2 separate regions of the Anser cygnoides genome follow, and region 1 is linked to region 2. The links are chromatin contacts, called in public Hi-C maps. All regions are on one chromosome and are shown on one strand. The core of a region is the stretch at or near the end of the contact, and the rest is flanking DNA. Distances in the headings are between cores, read along the strand shown. Region 1 overlaps FOXP1 (forkhead box P1). Region 2 holds the start of FOXP1 (forkhead box P1).

Region 1 (6,541 bases), core at 2,387-4,886, 150 kb after region 2:
GAAATATGCACGAGACTGAAAAATAATTTATTTCTCTAGAAGCAAGAGTAAATCACGGTATATAATTATGTATACTTGATTATAATAATAAATGCTGAGAGGTGCTTGGTGGTTATCACAGTCTCTAATTTAGTTGTTTTTGGAATTAAATATAGTCTGGAGGGGTTGTTTTGCGAGACTAATATTTTGGAAATAACATTTTTAGGGGAAACTTAAGGATTTTTCTTTTTCATTTCCCCAAATAAACTACTAATAGGTGTGCATTATGCAGTGATTCATAACAGCTAAAATAGATTTATATGTGGAATGTCTTTTATACAGTAAACAAAACATAGGGACAGCACAAGCAAATTCAGATTTAATATATCAACTCAATCAAAAGTCTCTATTAATTTCAAAACCTCGTTAAGAAAAACTGGGCTGGCAATGTACTGGATTTGACTACAGTTAATGAAAATGAATTTTACAGGTGGTGTTTGGTTGTGTTTCTGCTTTGGTGAGATGGGTGGCTGAGCCAAAGCAGGCATAGCACACGATTCAGTTTTTTTTTTTTTTTCCAGAGCAATGCTTAGATTAGAAATGAACGTTTGGCATTGAGTAGTTGGTGCTGTTGTTATTTACTATTACACGAGGAAAGCGTTTAGCTCTATGATTTGATTTGATTTTGTAGCTCCTATCCCCTTAAACAAGCTGTGTAGCTTGTCAGAGATCAGGACAGGTAGAATGCACAGCAGGCGTCTGATTTGAGCCAGTTACTCATTTGCTGAGTGTTTGTGTTTATGCAAAGGGGCCTCTTCCTGCATATTTAATCTAGAGTAAGGCAGTGGCTTTTGTTGTGTTTAGACCACATACCTTCAGTCCTTCCTTACACTGCAGCCAGTGTTGAAGCACAGAAAGGCTGGAGAGTCAAAAGTGCTTTAGTGTTTTCAAACTCTCAACTTTCTGCAGTTGGTTGGGAATTACTGTACGTACAGCTCTAAGCCTTTTCTTCCTCATTAATGGGTAAGTTTGCACTACGGTAGAATAAGATACTTTTGTTTCTGTTCCATTTTAAAAACGCAGAAAATGCTTGCTTGTTTGTTTGAATTGTCCAAAGCTCCTGAAGCAAACCTGGTCCGTTCAGGGAGTTTGTTGCAGGGAATTAGACGAAGAATACAGGTGTTTCTGGAATATAGTTGCGAATAAAGTACTAAATGCCGTGCTGCAATAGGCAGGTATTTGCGGGGGGGTGGCGGGGGGAGTGAGTTCGGTGTTATTATTCTTTGTACTAACAAATCCTGTTTTGTAACTATCCTGAAGATAATGCTTCCATTGTTAGCTAAAAGCTTTCAAACAGTGTGCAACACAGAACTGCAAAAGCAGCAGCAAAAAAGAAGAAGAAGGAAAAAAAAAAAAAACCCTCTGGTCTTTATTGTTTCCTTAGCAAGGGTCCTCACTAGAATGTCTGCGCTGTAATAGGAAGGTTTTTCTTATGTGGAAATTGAATCGTCTCTTCATTGATATTAATAGCACACTAGAGATGTTAGCCATGATGCAGAGTACCAGAACTGTGGAGTAGGAAACCTGATATTGCAGGGGGAAAAAATGACAGTCCTATTGCTCCTCAGTGTGGGAGACATCCCTCCATGAGAGCAGAGTTTGCATAATGGCATCCTAGCTTAACTATTTACTATAGGTATTTTAATCTCGAGCTCTTTCTTTTAATATAGATGTAATTACTCTCGCTCGCTCTCGCACTTATTAACAGCGCAGCTCGGTTTCTGATTCAGTCTGAACAAATTAGTTTTAAAAATGACTTTCCAGAAAATCCATGCGGTGTGCCTGCACAATGTATACTGTATATGCAGCGTTCGCTGCCTTAGGAGAACGCCGGGGTCCAATGAGAGGGAATTGGTATAAAAAATTAAAGAAAAGATGACAAAGGGCACGTCTTCAAAGCAGACGATTGTAGTACAGACAGTGTTGGGAGAAATGTGGAAAATGTGCACCGAGGCCAGAAGTAGTAGTTTTGGTTACCAATTAACTATTTCCTTCGTTTGAGTAACTCCTCTCAAACAGAAGAGTGTGCTGTTCCACCACATGTTGGGAAGTGTGAGAATCTGAATAAAATTTCATCAACCTTATTAAAATGTGTAGGGACTTTGGTCTTCTTGGGTACAAATCAGCCCACAGACGCAGAGGCATTTATTAACAATAAAGACTGCCGAGGGTTTTTAATAACAAAATTACAAATACCATATCTAATTGTAAGCGTATTACTTTTATGCACCAGTTAAAAAAAAAAAAAAAACTTTTTATGAGGAAAAGTACCTCAGTCAAAGCACCTTGTGTGATTAGTGCTATTGTATTCTTAAATTTTGATTGATAGAGATAATAGTTTTCACTTAAAAATACAGACAGGTACTTTAACTTTCCATGACAATAGCTATTTGCATTTCTTTTATCTTTTTGTTTAACATTTGTGGGGGTTGGGACGGATTTGATTATTAACTCTTATTGCACACCGAGGTAAATGCTAAAACAAAGCTTTTGTTAAAGCTTCAAAGGTAAAACAGCAAATATTGTTTTTAGCCTTCAATATTTAAAGGCTGTTAAGGGATACCTCGGCGATACCTCCACATGGCCGTGACCACCAGCCGCACTCGGGCGCCAGGTAAGAGCCGGGCCCTGGCGCCGCGCCCGCCCGGGCCTGAGGGGCGCTGAGGGGGCCGCGGGGGGCCCGGGGCCCGGCCCGGCTCGGCCTCGGCCCGGCCCCCGGTGGCGGCGGTGCGCCCTGCCGTGCCGGGCTGGGAGCGCTGCCCCTCGGCGTGCGCCTCGCCTCGGGCCGGGGGCAGGCTGAAGCGAGGAGCCGAGAGCGGCGCCCAGGTCACGGCGGGGGAAGCGTCAGCGTTTCCTACGGGCGTCGCTTCGCCAGGCAGCCCGAAGTGACTGCTGTGGGAGTCTCGAAAAGTAACGGGCTTTTTTTTTTTTTTTTTTTTAATCTTTTTTTTTTCTTTCTTTTCCTGCCTTGGCAGAGACGCCGCAAGCCCTACGCCCACAGCGGTACTCGGCGGTGCCGGGGAAGGGGCAGGGGCGCTCCTGCCGTGCCTCCGCTGAGGCGAGGTCAGGTTGGGCAGGCGGGCGATGCACGCAGCCACAAAACGGTTGGGGCCGGCACCCAGGCTCGCGGAGTTGTTTCAAGGAGCCGGGGGGGAGCGGGCGGCAGTGCTGGAGGCGCGGGCCGGCCGTGCTGGGGGAGATGGCCTCGCACCCTTGGGTGGGCTTCGGGGCGCGCCTTGCGGTCCTGGCGTCTGGAGGGGTGAGCGAGGGCCGGCTCTCGTGTGCCCAGCGATCCGCGCCGGGCTGATAACCGAGCCGAGCCGGCACTGAAGGATGCGAGGCTCGCAGTCGTCGTGCAAATTCTGCGTTGGAAGCGAGCTGTTGTGAACTTGCCTGTTAGCTGCACCCATGTTTCCTGTAAGAGCTATTAAAAAGCAGGGCAGGGATGGATTGTGATTAGTTCTGTAGCGTTGGCTTGCACCGAGCGATTCTTTTCCAAGGTTACAGTGGACTTGAAAGGTAATACTGTTTTGAAAGAGAAAATGTGCTGTGCATAGCTTTGTCCTCGTGCCGTTATTTATTTTAATTTTATTTCTGCTTAGAATAAATAAAAAGCACCAGCCAGAGATTCTGAACAGCCTGCTAATGACTGAAAATGAAAACGCGGTATGATTTGCTCACTCCTTCCACCGAGAAGCAGCAAGGTGGTGAGCGTTAATATCCCTGGGTTTTGGCCTGTACCAAATCCATTTCCCCCTCTTCAAAGCGAGGTGAAAGAAGTGCGCTCGGGCTCTGGCAGTGTTACTGTTCACCTGCATCTCACTTTCTGAGGAGGTGATAATGACTCCTGGTAAAGAAAATCTCCTGTGCTGCGCCCTGTGATATTTAATATGCGCTGCACAATAAAAAGTAGCCACCTTGATAATGGTCAGAAAAAAAACATCTTCTTCAGCGTATTTGAAATATTTAGTTTAATATATATATTTTTAGGTTGCTAGATTCCTGGAGGGATAAAAAAAAAAAAAAAAGGAGGGGCACAACAAAACTGAAGAGGCTATTCTGAACATCTTCAAAGCAATTCTACACGTGACCTGCGTGTGTTGGGTACAGGTAGCCCGACCGAGTGCACTGGTAGGAAACCTGTCCGCAGGATTGTGCCCACAAGCATGCCTCATACCAGCTGTCGCACTTCACGATCAGTGTACACCCTGTATTTTCAGGATTAAAAAAATTTTCAAATGAAAACCATTTTTTTCTCATACACATGTATAGTTAACAAAATCATTGACTGCATCTGTTCCCTTACAGGATAACAAAATAATAATAGTGACAATAGCAAGGCATATTTCAGGCTGTGTGTGACTCAGTGAATTTTGAAGGGAAAGAAATAGCTGTATTAGATGGTTCACTTTATTTAGATGAATTTCTTGCACAAAAGTGCTTATTTTGATTATCAAGTTTTGATATTTTAAAGCTTTCAGGAAAACTGCTAGTTAATATTTTAATCAGACATTAAATATATTTCAGCTGATCTTATCTAAGAAAAATTAATGGAAATAAAAATTCAGAAATATTTTTTTGTTGCACTGTTGTGTGTGTGTTCTCTCTCTCTCCCTCTCTCCCTCTAAATAAAAAGTGTGCTTTCTAGGTAACGACAGGGAGATTCCCTCTCTAGTTTAGGTTTCCAGTAATGATTTGTGGGCTTCTCAGGGCTGGGACACTGGCAAAAAAAAAAAAAAAAAAAAGTGAATAGTTCTAAGCAGGGAAGCGGTTCAACTGATGTTCTTCTTTCCTGTATAAAATTACTTACAGCCAGTTTGTGTGGGTTCAAGTTCTTTGTTAATCTCTGGCTATTCTATTTGGATACTAATAAAAATGTTGCTCTCTTATTTTGAACTTTATTCTGCAGCACTGTCTACCTCTGTACATTCTTCATATTTTTGGTTAATTTGGCTTTGCAGTAATCACTTGGAGTTGGGACTCCAACCCACAGCCTCAAAATTACCTCCGTGTCCTGATGGAGGAGACAACTAAATTGAATAAGTGTTGTGGGATCAAAAGTGTTAAATGGTCTGACCCAGCAGCAGGTAAAATGGCAAAGCCTTCTTCTCTTTTTGTCTTGTCCCGTGGTACCAAATGAGCAGGACCTGATCCAGAGCAGTAGGGGGTCTGTCTCTTAAGGCCAGCTGAGAACATCATGGCACTGGCTCAGGTCGTGATCTTTTTAGGATTGCTAAGGGTTGTCTTTCCAAAACCCCGTTGAAAACAGCTATTATAAGAAGTACTTCTGTATTCAAGGATTTTAGAGTGCATTAGAAAAACATTTACCCATCTTGTAGATGGGTAAACTGAGGAGCTTGGCGAGCAAATCCGATGTTTTCAGGAATATCTGGTAAAATCTGACCAGAGCAAGTAGTTTTGCATGGACTTTTCCCTGTGTGTAATCCCACTTAAACCGGTGGGACTGTGTCGCAGGCATTTGGAGAGCTTCCCTCAACTCATGAGACACTATGACCACTAGTGCTCGCAAAGTGGATTTTTGTATGTGGTTTGGTTTTCTATTTTAATCATCTTGAGGGGAAATATGAGTATAGCAAAGTGTCTTGCTTTGGTAGGTTGGGATTTTTTCTTTGTTTGCTCCACACACACACTTGCAGTGTTGATGGTACTTTGTGTTTATCTTAAAGACAGCGTGATGGAAGGAATGTGTGTTGCACACATCAATTCACTCACCCATATAAACATTTTCAGGAGGAAAGTCTGTATTTGTATTTCTACATTTTGAGATACTCAACTTTTAGACTACTAATGAGAAATCTTCACAGGTGGGAACAGCTGGCTCTGCTGCTCATTTTAATTTCGGTGGTACGTTATCCAAATTTTTTTGAAATTCAGGTAGCATACAGAGCAACTTAGCTAGAAACGAAAGCAGCTCAGCTATCAGTCAGTGACTGATTCGTGGGAAGAGCTGAAGTCCTTCTGAACCCTCATTGCCTGTTGACCTTTGTAGACCACATTTGTCTCCCCTGAGTTAACGTTGGGCAAGTGTCACCAGGTTTCCTTGGGGTGTGTTTGTTCCATATATAACAAGCATGTTTAGAAAAAGTTACCTGTCTTTTACAGCACTACCAAAAGATTTATTGTGTGCACTTTTCATGCAGACGTGTAATTTTCAGCAGTTTCCTCAAAAAGTACATTTTAAGGTTGGTTCTTTTGCCATCAGGAAGAGTCAGGGTAGAAACGAAGTCTGCTTGCAAAATACTGCCAAATAGAGATCTGCCTGCCAAATATCCAGAAAATTTATAAAATAGATAAATATGAAAAGGGGTTTAAAGTGTCAAATCCAAGATAACCCCTACTGCAAAGCAGGATAAAAGCCTTTATTGTTGCTAATCTAAGAGCACATCATATGTCAAAGGTCATGGATTTTACATAAAAGATGTATTGTTTTACATACTCTCAGGAAGGTGAGACCTGACCTACTATGATGGAGTAGTGTTAT
Region 2 (6,548 bases), core at 3,748-6,247:
CTAATAGTGGAAAAGTTAGGATGGAATAATACTTAGCCAAGTACGCTTTTGAGACGGCATCAACAGAAAACCCTTCGTGGGAGAAGCTACATCCCCTTCCCGGCTCGGCTACGGGGAAGGGTCTGCAAGAGGAGGAGTGGGGCTGGGCGAGGAGATCATCCCACTGGGATGGGGCTGGTTGGGCTGCCGGGGGCTGCAGGAGCAGCGCATCCCCACGGGGATTTGTGTGCATCACAGCAGGAGTCAGAGCGGTCCCAGAAACGGCAACGTGATGCGAGAAACCCGTCTCCATCTCAGCTTGCGTCTCCTGGCGGGGCAGGGAAGGAGCGGCTCTGGCCTTTGGCAGATGCAGACGGTGCGTGGCTGGAGGTTTGGAGCCCCTGGGGAGCAAAGGCTGTGCTGGCAGCTGGGGGAGGAGACGGTGGTGTGAATTTGCCTCTTGCTCTAGAGAAGCACTGGGGCTTCCTGCAGAAGCTTTAAAGACGCTGAGCCTGGCTGAATTAGAAGCCGTCGAGGTGCAGCAAGAAGCAGAGCTGCCGACAGAGGTGCAGAAAGCACTGCAGAAATCAGGCAACACAAGGCAGGCAGGTGTCTGCTACCCGCAGAAGCGAATGCAGGCCTGTGGTGCTCACCACGAGGGAGTTTTGTTGCTGTCCCAAACCTGCAGCAAGGTGAGCCGTGCTGGAAGCAGGCACGTGAAATCCAGCTGGCCGCTGGTTTCATGGCGAGAATAAGTTCAGTCGCTAATATTGTAAGCGCTTCACAAGTTCGGTTGTTAGTCGTTTTTTATAGCAATAGCGTTTCACGTAATTCAGGTTTTAAACTTGCCCTATTTCAGGTACTAAGTACTTGCTCCTATTTCCGCTCCTGCCAGGTAAGTTGTAAACCTGGCTGGAACTTGGCAGGAGAAAACCCCGCTGGAAAACCATCACTTTGGGTGAAGAAGCTGGGGAAACGGAGCTTAGCCCGCAACTTCGTTACTGCAAAGGCTGTAATGAACCAGGCTAATGAATTACCTGAAGTCATCCTGGGATAGGTACGCGGCAGGCTGTCACACAGCGGCGTGTCAAGCCGGAGACGTGCAGTCAGGCTGTCCTAACCTTTGCACCTTCTCCCGCTAACTAGTGAACTAGTTCTGAAAAAGCCCAGGCCCGCCGAGTCCTGCAAACCAAACGGTAAAATATTAATAAGCCAAAGAGGAGATGACAGGTGTCACCGGGGCTCTGTGGCAGCGCAGTCATTGCAGGAGGCTGCCGCTGGCCTCCTACGCCTCCAAACAAAGGGAGCTGCAAAGGGGGCTCGTGCTCAGAAAATTTCACCCAACCTTTTTTTTTCCCCTTTTTGCATGCAAAAATGCAGATTCAGCAGCACCAAAACGGTTTGTGCACACATGCCAAACTTGTCATTTATAAAAACTCAAAAAAGCTCTGACAAATGCTGAAGCTGTTAGTTTTGACACTTCTGACATGAAACACTTTGATTTTTCATTTTGAAACTACTTTGTGTTCAAAATGTCCTTTAATTTTATTTTCAAGCAAGGGGGGGGTGTGTGTGTCTTTTTTTTCTTTATTCCCCTAAAACTCAAAATTGAAATCTTTGGATTGACTCAAAATGAAATTGTTCTTGGATTTTGGTTTCACCAGCTTTTTTCTTAGATGTTTGAGTTTGGCTTTGAGTAACTTTTTTTTTAACCCCCCAAAATTGCCAGTTGGTTTATCAAGGGCTACAGAGAATTTCGGCCCTCCTTGAGGGATACAGCCAGCACACCAGAATATACACATATATTTTTTTTTTGGTGGCTGTCAGTTGCAGAAGAGGGAGCCTCACTTTCTCTTTCCAGGAGACGGAGTTCATTGTGTGCCTAGCTGGGATAAATAAGAACCTGTCGTTTTTCTCGCTGCGGAGGGTTTTGTTACGTTATCTGTTTAAACATTCCGTTATGTGTTAGTAATGTGAGTAATGATTATTCCTTGCTTCTGAGCTCTCCCTCTTGGCTCGGGAGCTGGGGGTTCAGGAGACACCTGGCGTTGTTGACAGAGTGCTGAACTTGAACGCCGCGCACTGTGACAGGGCAAGCCCAAATATTTTGGGAAGAGTCCTTGTTATGTTACGACAGGGGTTGGTAGCACGGATGCTGGGACTGGCGTTGCTGTAAGACCGAGCTGCTTACTGCTTTGTTATCAGAGGAGCAGTGTGAGCTCCGGCGTGTGCTCCACTCTTGGGAGGGTCGGACTGGGGCATTGCTTCTCCTAGGAGGTGCCCAAGACCTTCCGAAAGGCGCTGGGTCTCAGAAGAGGCCAGGAGCAGGAGACCCTGAAAGGTTTTATTCTAGGAGTCGGGAACTGGAGAAAACTGAAGCTCTCCTGTAAGAGAATGAGAAGTGCGGTCCCTATTTGTAAATGAAATACCTGGGGAAGAAGAGCTTGTATTGAAGCACCTTTTTAAGCGTCTTTTCCATTCTGCAAGGCGCTGCCTGCAGCCTGCCCCTTCCCTCGGCTCCCCCTCTCCCCCTCAGCACCCCATCTCCCCTGGTGCTGCGCCCCTCGGCAGCGCCCTGTGCGTCCCCAGCACCGCAGGCGTCCGGCGGCTGGCGTTTCCCATTAACGGGCTCGTAGGTCACGGGCTTCCAGCAGGACGGGACATCTTCTGGTGTTTGCCAATTCACGTATCGCGCGTAATTGCGTTCAGGAAGCAATAAGAGCTAAATGACATTAATTCCCATGAATATTCATTTAAGGATCTCTACCGAATTCAGGCAGATTAATAGTCCAACGCAAATACAATGGCCGTTCACGGCCCCCACAGGGAAAGGCAACGCGCAGTGCCTGGCGGCTCAGGGCAGCTGGAAACGTGCTCCAGAAAAGTTAGCTCTGGGCGGCTTCTGGCACCCTGGCACTTGGAGGGACACCTGGAGGAGCAGAGGATTAACTGCCACGGGGCAGGACAGCAATTCTCCTCTGCTGCTTGGCTCTGAGCAGCTGCGCGAGGCCGGAGGGTGCTGGCGGGGTGTCCTCCTGGAGCAGAGCAGGATGTGATTCCCACCGCAGCCAGGGAAATGAGGGGGTTCTGGTCCAGATCCCGACTTCCCATGCCTGATGCAGAAAGCAGGACAAGGTCCCAGTGCCTACACGGGCCCTGCTGGAGCGCCGAGCGGCCCCAAAACCAGCCGTGCAGCCCGGCGAGGCGTTCTGCAAACCTCGTAAACCAGTGACTAAAAGGGGAAGGACCGGGAGGCCTGGCTCCGGGGCCACCGGAGGTGTGGCGTGACAGTAGCTTGGAAAACATTCCCACTTTAAAACAAGTAACACCTATAATTACGGAGGCGTCATCACCTTCATCATTTTTTTAGCAAACAAGCTGTAGTCGTAGCCCGCGTACACCCTTGCCAAAATCTGCTGAGCGTTTGCTCTGGGGATGGCTGTGCTTGGGGCGGGGGGAACAGCGGGCGGCTCTCTGCAGGCACCTGCCCAGCACTAGGGCCCCGAACAGCTCTGGTACCAGCAGCAGCGGTGGTGGAGGGGGAGCCGTCCCCCCTTGTATCCTCGGGGGGATTAACTGTGTTTTACGGGGCTGCTGTGCCGGTCTGGATGGGCGAAGGTGTGACAACAGGAAGCAGAGGGATTTCCAGTAACCACAGTTTATTCCAGGCTGAACACAAAACAAACACCGAGAGCGGGAAGAGGGGTGCTTTAGAAGAGCGACTCGGGGGTGTCCCTCTCCTTTCCGCTGCTGAAGCAGGTGAAGAAGCGCGCCCGGAGCGCGCCGCTCGCCGTGCTTAAAGCCGCTGCTCCCTGCCGCCGTCCCCGCAGATATTTCTTTGCGGTGCTTCTCCCCCCTTAATGCGGGAATACACCCGGAGTTAGGCCGAAGCGCCTTGCCGTCACGGCCAGCCCAGGTGGGAGCGCTCCCGGCTGGGCTCCCCGCGCCGGCGGGGCGCTGCTGCCGAGAGGTGGCGCCGCGGCCCCGGCCCTGCCCGCCCGAGCCCCGCTTTGGGGGGGGGGGGGTCCTGGGGGGGCCCGGGGGGCTCCGTGCATGTGCGGCGGGGCCGGGCGATGGCGGTGTTTCCAGCGAGCCCCCCCCCCCCCCCGCAGGGCCGGGGAGCTTTGTTTGGGACCCGCTGGAAGCCCGAACTCGCAAAAAAAAAAATTAAAAAATACAAAAAAAAAATAAAAAGAAAGAAAAAAAAGAAAGAAAAGAAGAAGAACGGGGGGAAGAGGTTCCGTCCCGCTGGGGGGGGGTCCAGCCGTGCCCCCCCCCCCCCCCGGCCGCCCCCCGCGCAGCCCCCGCGGCCGCTGCCCGCGATTTTCAACTTTGCGGAGCGCCCCGCACGGCTGCTCCCGGCCGGGCGGCACCGGCAGCTCCCCGCACACAGCCCCCCCCCGGGACCCCCCCCCCCCAAAACTCCTTCTGCACCCCCCGGCCCCCGCTGCGCACCCGCGCAGTGCTTGCGCACCCAGCGCAAGGCCGGGGGGGGGGGTGGTAAGGAGGGGAGGGGGGGCAGGAGGTGCGGGGCCGCATGGATGCGGGGGGGGGGGTGCGGAAAAAAGTTGCGGGGGGGGGGGGGGGGGGCGCCTTGAGGGAGGGGGGGGGCACGGCGCCGAACCGGCGCAAACCCCGCGCAGAAGCCGCGCAGCGCGCTCCGCGGGCACCCGCGCCGAGCCCGCGCCCCCTCCCCGCGGCCCCCCCACACCCCTCCCCGCCACCATCCCCCCCCCCCGCCACCATCCCCCCCCATTATTCCGATTATTTTTCCCCTCGCACCCAGCCTTGTTTACCCAGCAGGTGGATGTGACGTCAGAGACTGACAACAGCAAAAAATAACAACATCTCCCTCCGCGGGGGCGGCCCCGCGCCGCCTCCCCCCCCCCCCCCATAACTCCGTGCTCCCCCCCCCGCCCCGTTCCCGTACCCCCCCCCCCCCCTCCGGGGCCGGCCGGGCTGCGCCGCGCGGGGCTGCGCTGGGGCGGGGAGGGGGGGGGGGGGGGCGCGGGGCGGGGGCGGCGTGCGGGGCCCGGCGCCGAGCGGAGCCGGGGAGCTGGGAGCTGGGAGCGGAGCCGAGGGGCGGCTCTATTGTTATTTACCGAGCGGCGGAGCACGCCGCCGCGCCGCCCGGGCTCGGCGTGCCCCGGAGAGGGACGGGAGGGAGAGGGACGGGACGGAGCCAGGCGGCCCCGAGCCGAGGCGGGCAGCGGCAGGGCCGAGTCCTGCGGGTGAGTCCGCCCCCCCCCCCCGCCCCGTGCCAACCCCCCCCCCCCCCGGCACTTTCCCTCTCGCACTTCTCCCCACACGTGCCCGGCACGACCCCTTCCCCCCCCCCCTTTTCTCTCCCCCCCCATCTTCCTGCCCCCCCCCCCCCCCCCCCAGCTGCCGGCGCTGGGCGCAGCGATGCGCGGCCGCGCAGCCCCCCCCCCGCCCACTTTGCAAACTTCCCCCCCCGCGGGGAGGGATGCGGCGCCCCCCCCCGGCCCCTTTATCCCCCCCCCCCGCTTTCCCTTTATCCACCCCCCCTTTCCTATTTACCCCCCCCCCCCCCCCCCCTATTTTCAGCGCTTTCCGCCGGCTCCCCCCGCGCAAGGGGCGCGCGAGCCCCAACTTCAGCACTCGGGGCAAGAAGTTGCGGCGGGGCCGCGCCCCCCCCCCCCCCCCCCCCCGCCCCCCCCCGCCCCCCCCCAGCGGCCGGCCGGGCCGCCCCGCTCCCCCGCGCACCTGTTGCGCCTCCCCCCGCGCTGCCCCTTGCGCGGCCGCGCATCTTTGCGCATCCCCCCCCTCCGCGTCCCGCCGCGCCCATCCCCCTCCACATTTTTTTTCCCCTTTTTCCCTGTTTTCTTCCTTTTTTTTTTTTTTTTTTTTTACCCCCCCCCCCGGAGCGTTTCCCTCAAACACCCGCGCCTCCCCATCCCGGCGCTGCGCGGGTGCGCAGCGCTGCGCGCATCCCTCTCCCACCCCCCCCCCCAACCCCTTCCCCTTCCCTCCGCGCAACCCCCGCGGTGCGGAGCCTCCGCGGAGCTGACGGGGGGGGGGGGGCCGGGGCAGGGGAAGGGGGGGGCACATCCGCGGAGCCCCGCGCAGCGCCTCCCGCACCTGCAGCCCGCCTCCGCCGGGCACCGGGAGGGTGCGCGCTGCAGGCGGCGTCCGAGCGGCGTGTCCGCGCCTCCCTCCTCCTCCTCCTCCTCCTCCTCCTCCTCCTCCTCCTCCTCCTCCCCCTTCTTTTTTCTTTTTTTCTCCGGAAAAAAAAAAATAAATAAAATAACAAAACCCCAAAGCGGTGCTGGGCTGCGCGGGGCGCAGCGGGTGTCCCCCCCCCCGCGCAACTGGTCCTTAATTCCCCGGCCCCTGCGCGCAGAGCATCGCTGGGCTGGCTGCGGAGCGCATCGATTTTCGCGAGCCCTCCTCCTGCCGCTTCGCCGTAATGATTTTAATTGCGTGGTTTTGCTTTGAGTGAACCCGACCGAGTGAGATTCCTTCTTCTTTTTTTTTCTTTTTTTTTTTTTCTTTTTTCCTTCCCCCCCTCCATCTCCCCCCCCCCCCCCCCAGGCTGCGGGGCGCAG

Evidence for each region. A called contact is a pair of places that touch in the nucleus more often than the background predicts.
Region 1: a contact with region 2 is called in a Hi-C map of liver, with 3 times the contacts expected there. The contact joins the enhancer-like site here to the promoter of FOXP1 in region 2. A contact is called at or near these places in 2 of 7 Hi-C or Micro-C datasets (both in liver).

What each region holds. Positions count from the first base shown.
Region 1 is chr10:6,805,420-6,811,960 of Taihu_goose_T2T_genome, forward strand. The region is part of intron 2 of FOXP1 (forkhead box P1); the gene reads left to right. Among named protein-coding and RNA genes, the nearest start is that of FOXP1, 150 kb to the left of the region's middle. Within about 2 kb of position 3,637, at least 1 of the 3 cell types and tissues checked has open chromatin away from gene starts, as enhancers often do. A contact at or near this core is called in liver, where this site is marked.
Region 2 is chr10:6,655,696-6,662,243 of Taihu_goose_T2T_genome, forward strand. FOXP1 (forkhead box P1) reads left to right here and starts at 4,998. Exons shown (of 19, transcript XM_067003312.1): 1 at 4,998-5,210. It overlaps LOC136791622 (a long non-coding RNA gene), which reads right to left and starts at 6,460. Exons shown (of 2, transcript XR_010833985.1): 1 at 6,082-6,460; 2 at 3,622-3,835.